Regions from separate parts of the Anser cygnoides genome. Here region 1 is linked to region 2. A link is a contact called in public Hi-C data. All regions are on one chromosome and are shown on one strand. Each heading gives the region's core, a stretch centred on a gene start, on an enhancer-like site or on the middle of the called end of the contact. The rest is flanking DNA. Distances are from core to core; before and after follow the strand shown. Region 1 holds the start of SIX4 (SIX homeobox 4). Region 2 holds the start of SLC38A6 (solute carrier family 38 member 6).

Region 1 (2,964 bases), core at 441-2,940, 130 kb before region 2:
CCGCTCTGAAACCCGAGCCCGGCCCGCTCCCGAGTCAGGTTTCAAAACAGAGCGGGACCCCACACCCCCGCGCGTCAATGATTAACTCTGTCAGGCGCAATAATTAAATAAAAACAACGAGGAAACAAACAGCGTGTGTGTGAGTGTGTGCGTGTGTCCCCCCCTCCCCCCCGGGGCTCCCCCCCCCGGGGGCCGGGGGGGGCCCGGAGCAGAAGTTCTCCTTGTGCCGCCTCCCCGCGGGGCTGGGCGGGCGTGGGGGGAGCGGGGAGGGGGAAGGAGGGGAGGCCGGGGCACGGCGAAGGTAAGCGCCATGTTTGCGAAGGGAAGAAAGAGCCGGGAAAGGGAAGGCGGCAGGCGGCGAGAGGGGGGCGGGGAGGGAGAAAAGAAAAAAAAAAGTAAAAAAAAAGTTTGCGCTCACCTTTTGGACTGCGTCTCCGAAGGGTTGCGGTCCCGCTGCCTGCGGTTCTTGAACCAGTTGCTGACCTGGGTGAGGGACAGCCCGGTGATCTTGGCCAGGTTGCGCTTCTCGGCCGGCGAGGGGTAGCGGTTCTGCTTGTAGAGCTCCTTGAGCGCGTTGCGGGACTTCTCCTTGAAGCAGTACACCGTCTCCTCGCCGTCCCAGATCGTCCTGGGCAGAGGGTATTTCCTCCGCAGCCTGTACTTGTCCACCGCCCCCAGGGGTCTGCCCCGGGCTCGCTCCGCCTCGGTGTAGCGAGCTTTGTACCAGAGCTCCTGCAGCAGCGGGTGGTTGGACGAGTCGAAGTTGTGGCTCTCCAGGATGCTGTAGAGCTCGGCGTAGATGCCCTGGTGGAAAGCCACCAGCGCCCGGGCTTTCATCAGGCTCTCGTTGCCACGTAGCAGATCGCTTGGGGGCAAAGACCACAGGAACCTGGCCAGGCGGTCCAGGTTCCCACCTTGCTGCAGCGCCTCGCACACGCAGGCGACGTGGTCCGGGGAGAAAGCCAGGGGGGTCTGCGAGGAAGACGACGACGAGGAGGACGACGAGGACGAGGAGGAGGACGACGACGAGGAGGAGGAGGAGGAGGAGGGCGAAGCGGCGGCCGCAGCGTGGTGGTTCCTGGCCAGAAGTTCCGTGTGGAGCAGTACCTGCTCGGCGGCCGCCTCCTCCCCGCCGTGCTCCATGGGGAACGGGGCGGCGGCGGCGGCGGGGGGGGGCGGCGGCGCCGCGGGGTTCAGGGCTCCCGCCGCCGCCCCGTCGGGGGGCACGGCTTCGGAGAGCATTTCCATCACATTTTCCTGCTTGATCTCCACCGCGCTCGTGATCTCGGCCGTGGGGGAGGCAGAAGACATGGTTTGTTTTCCTTTTTGTTTTTTTTTTTTCCTCTCCCCCCCTTTTTTTTTTTCCTCTCTCTCTCTCTCTCTCTCTGCAAAGTCCACTCCTCCTCCTTCTCCTCCTCCTGCTCTCGGCCGGCTCTAGCCGATCAGGTTTCCTCCCGGCCACGCACCGACCATTAACGACCGCTGCTATGGCCAAGCCGTGCAATCGGGCTCCGCTCCGCCGCTCCCCCCAGCGTGACTCCCGGCCCCGCCGCAACACTATATGGCCCCGCCGCCCGCTGCCCCGGCCGCGCCCGCCCATTGGCTGAGCCGCGACGAGGGGGCGGGGCCTCCCGCGTCCCCATGGCAACCGTCAATCAAGCGGCCCCGCTCCCCCCCCCCCCCCCCCCCCCCCTCCTCCTCCTCCTCCTCCTCACGGGCACCTCCACCTGGAGCCCCGCGGGCGGAGAAAAGAGAAACGTGAAGGAATTAAAAAGGAATAAAAGGGAGAAGGAACGTAATAAAAAAGGAGTGAAACAGAAGTAAAAGGAAAAAAAAAAAGTTTTAAAAAAATAAATAAAAAAAAAGACGTGGAACCGCTCGGGGAGAGGAAAAGCGAGGGCGCCTCAGGCGGCGCTGCCCCGCCGGGCAGGGGCTCACCTCAGGCCGCTGCTGGCTGCAGGGCGGCGGCGCCCCTCGTCCCCTTCACCCCCCCATTGCCCCCCGTTGTGCCCCGTTGTCCCCCGTTATCCCCAATTCCCCCCCCCGGTTCACCCCCCCCCCCCGTTACAACCGGAGCTGCTCGGCCCGGCCCCCGCCCAGCCGTGAGGGCAGGTGCTGCCCGCGGCGGCTCGTACCTGCTCGGCCCGGCCCGGCCCGGCCCGGCGGCGCTGCTGGGGGCCGGGGAAGGCGAGGCAAGGCCGGGCCGAGCCGGGCCGGGCCGGGCGGAACGCGCAGGGCGGCGGGCGGGGCCGGCGGGGCCCTTTGGCGGCGGCACCGGGCGGCGGAAGGCGGAAGGAGGGAGGGAAGGAGCTGGGGCGGTGGGGGGGAAGGCGGCGGCCATGGACGACCAGGGCTGCCCGCGGTGCAAGACCACCAAGTACCGCAACCCCTCCCTGAAGCTCATGGTCAACGTCTGCGGCCACACGCTGTGAGTGCCCGGCCTCGGGGCCGCCTCTCGGAGCGGGGCAGCGCCCGCTGGGGCCCGGCCGGGAGCCGCCGCCGGCCCCGGGGCGGGGGTTGTGAGGGGTTGGGGGGGAGTTGGGGGGCTGTGGGGGGAGTTGGGGGGCTGTGGGGGGAGTTGAGGAGCGTTGAGGAGCTGTGAGGGTTTGTGAGGGGCTGTGGGGAGCCGTGGGGGTTTCTGGGGGGCTGTGAGGTGCTGTGGGGAGCTGTGAGGGGTTTTTGGGGGGCTGTGAGGCTCAGGACACGCTGTGGGGTGTCAGGATGCAGGACCGAGAAAGGAAGGGCAAGGCTTCTTGGTTAAACGTCTGCTGTGTTCAGTGCAGTGCTTGGATAATTAAGAAATCTTAATCCTGATCTACCTACCTATATATTTATTGGTGTGTCAGTTTTCCTAATGAACGGTGCTTTCTCTGAAGGGTTGATGCTGCTTTAAATAGTGGAGAAGCCTCTTCTGAGCCGGTGCCGCCTGCGTTGTTTGTTCTTACGTTATCTCTTGTAACAGCA
Region 2 (2,940 bases), core at 388-2,887:
TCGCTTTAGACCAGGACGCTGTAGTACCGCGTGCTTCAGGGACTTCATCAAAGTATGTACGATTTCTTTCTTTACTTTAAGAACCGGAACGACAACCGTCCTTTTGAAAGCTTCTCTGTTGAGCAGGGTCATCCCACGCACTTCGGGATGCGGCGAGTACAGTTCGGGGTCGGCGTTATCCTCCACGGTTTCACGCATTGTACAAAAACTGGCTTTCTGAGCTACCGCAGAGAGTCCAGGTATTCTGCCAGGATGTTGCGCCAATAGCATCCAAACTGCTGGAAATGATGTATTTGATGCAGCTGTCCTAGAATGATTAGTTTTCAGTAGTCTGGCAGAGTATCCAAATCTCCATAACGTCCTAGAAGAGAAATTATTCATTTTATAGACATTATGTAATCATTCCATTAAAAAGGCTGCAAATCACATGGATTTGCTGGTCTCTTAAACTAGAATTTCCATTAGTACCAAAGAACCCACAATAGCTTTGTAAAAGCTCTTTATTATGAATTATACCCTACAAATCTCTGTCCTTCTGCAAACGCATTTTTAAACTTTAGCTAACTTGAAGCAGTGAGACAAGCCTCTCCTGCCAAAACCCAACGGCCTCTCTCTATTCTAATAAATGCAGTATTAATCCCAGCAAGCCAAATAAAAAAATTCTACCATCTTGACCCTGCTGTTGGATCTCTTCTGATAAGATGCATTACCAAGCAGCGGTTGCTAGAAAACAGTTACCAGCAACAGTGGTCACTGTTGCTCTGTAGCAATTCCTGCCTCCTGTAGCCCCGTGTAGGGGGTTACACGCTCTGTAGTGTCATTACTTCACGGACCGCCTCAGTTGGCAGAAAGACCACGGGTTAAAGGCAGAGTTCTCCTGCAGGTACGGGGAGGAATTAGTAACGCCTGTTCAGAGACCGAACCACTCTGCACAGCTCGTTCGTGAGCACGGCGACCTGAGCAGTAGCTCCGCACACCTTTAAGTGCTTCCCCCGCCGCAGACAGCCTGAGGGGCCCTGCCTTTCCCTCCTGACGGGGACCGACGGGGCCGGCAGGGCTGGAGCCCGACGTGCTCCCTGACTGCCCGGGCAGTTTGCTTTCAGCCCGGGGGCTGGCGGCGACAACCCAGCTCCGAGCCAGCTCCCGGCAGGGCGCTCCTCCCTGCCCCGCTGGCTCACAACCAAACACCGCGTTCCCCGCGGAGGGCCGGGGGTGCCCGGGGAGGGGCCTGGCGAGGCCCCACCGGGGGCCGCGACCCCCAGACGGCGGCGGGGGTCCCGCAGCCGCTCCCCCAGCACGGCCCGGCCCCGGCCGCGGCCTAGGCCCAGGCCGGCCCGGGGCAGCCCCGCGGGTAGGCCGCGCGGTTGCCATGGCAACCGGGGGTGGGAGGGGGGGGAGCTGGGGGGAGCGGTAGCCATGGCAACCGCGCGCCCGCCACCCCCCCCCCCCCCACTCACCCACCCCGCCCTCACCTCATACCGAGCCGCGCCGCGCGCGCCGGCGCCGCCGTGACGTCACCGCCGCCGCGCGCACCGTGACGTTGAGGCCGCTCCGCCCGGCCGAGAGGCAGGGGGCGGGGTTTGCGTCGTGGCCACGCCCCCTCCGCCTATAGCCACGCCCCCTCGGTGCGGCTCGGCCCCGCCCCTCCCGGAGCCGCGGCGCGGGCGGGGCCATGGAGGAGCCGCGGGGGGCGCGGGGCCGGGAGGGGGGCGCGGGGCCCGGGGATGGGCACCGGGACCGGGACCGGGACCGGGATGGGGACGGGGACCGGGGTTGGGACTGGGATCAGGACCAGGACCAGGACCGGGATTGGGACGAGTCCGCCCCGCTGCTGCTGCCGCCGCCGCCGCCCAGCAGCGTGCGTGAGAGGGGGGGCGCCGGGAGGGGCTGGGGGGGGCTCGGGGCAGGGGTTTGGGGTCGGGGTTTGGGGTCTCGCCTCACGCCGCCCTGCCCTTCCTTCCCCAGCGGCCCCCCGGCTCCTCCTTCGGCTGCGCGGTGCTGAACCTGATGAACGCGATCATGGGCAGCGGGGCGCTGGGCTTGTCCTTCGCCATGGCCAGCACGGGCGTCCTGGGCTTCAGGTGAGCGGGGGGATTAATTACGGGGGGGAGGGTGATTAATTACAGGGACAGGGACAGGGGCCCAAGGAGCAGCGAGTACCGTGTGCTGTGGGCATCCCTGGGTGAGCTCTCATGCCTCTGGTTGCTCACATCTGGCCCAACGCGAGCGCTGCCCATATTTGCTGCTCGGTGCTGATTTATTGGGCGTTTCTCCCACCGGACCCATATATTTACATCCCCCTGCACCGATATATTTATGTCCGAGCACCGCCGTGCTGCAGAAATGGGCCTTTGGGAGCGGGGCGCCTGCCCACCCAAAATGCGTGAACCCACTGGTGGTGCCGCTGCCGGGTGCGTGCACCGAGCTGGGAGTGGGCCGGGGCTGTCAGCTCTCACCGCCTTCTGGTCACAAACCTGGCTTTATTTCAAGTTACCCTTTGTGTTCCTGTGTGCACACGTTTCTGTGTCACGTCCTCGCTGCGATTCATGTCTTCACCCTACGCAGTGGTGCACGATACGAGAAGCGGTGGGGATTAGCAGGGGTTGGGACAGTCAGCGACCAAGTGAACCACAGTCAGCAAAGAAAAGCCATAAAATGAGGAAATTGTGTCCTGTGATACACTGTTTGCAATGGAATCTTTTTTTTTTTAAAAAAAAGAAACTGCATTGACCTGTAAAAATGCCTTAAATTTCACCCTCTTGTATTTTTAGCATCTTGCTGCTGATTGTTGCCAGCCTTGCCTCTTACTCTGTGTTTCTTCTGCTCAGTATGTGCATTCAGACTGGTAAGTGGGAAGGATTTATCTAACAGTGAAATTTTTCCTTGCCTGTAGTACAAAGACATGAACCCCTACAATTATTATAATTAACAACATGTTAA

The links. A called contact is a pair of places that touch in the nucleus more often than the background predicts.
Region 1: a contact with region 2 is called in a Hi-C map of liver, with 4 times the contacts expected there. The contact joins the promoter of SIX4 here to the promoter of SLC38A6 in region 2. A contact is called at or near these places in 2 of 7 Hi-C or Micro-C datasets (both in liver).

What each region holds. Positions count from the first base shown.
Region 1 is chr5:60,715,681-60,718,644 of Taihu_goose_T2T_genome, reverse strand. It overlaps SIX4 (SIX homeobox 4), which reads right to left and starts at 1,690. Exons shown (of 3, transcript XM_013182970.3): 1 at 419-1,690. The coding sequence starts at 1,311. It overlaps MNAT1 (MNAT1 component of CDK activating kinase), which reads left to right and starts at 2,269. Exons shown (of 9, transcript XM_066997383.1): 1 at 2,269-2,428. The coding sequence starts at 2,340.
Region 2 is chr5:60,583,841-60,586,780 of Taihu_goose_T2T_genome, reverse strand. SLC38A6 (solute carrier family 38 member 6) reads left to right here and starts at 1,637. Exons shown (of 16, transcript XM_066997382.1): 1 at 1,637-1,858; 2 at 1,966-2,081; 3 at 2,772-2,845. The coding sequence starts at 1,673. TRMT5 (tRNA methyltransferase 5) reads right to left here and starts at 1,597. Exons shown (of 5, transcript XM_066997380.1): 1 at 1,473-1,597; 2 at 1-361. The coding sequence starts at 1,477.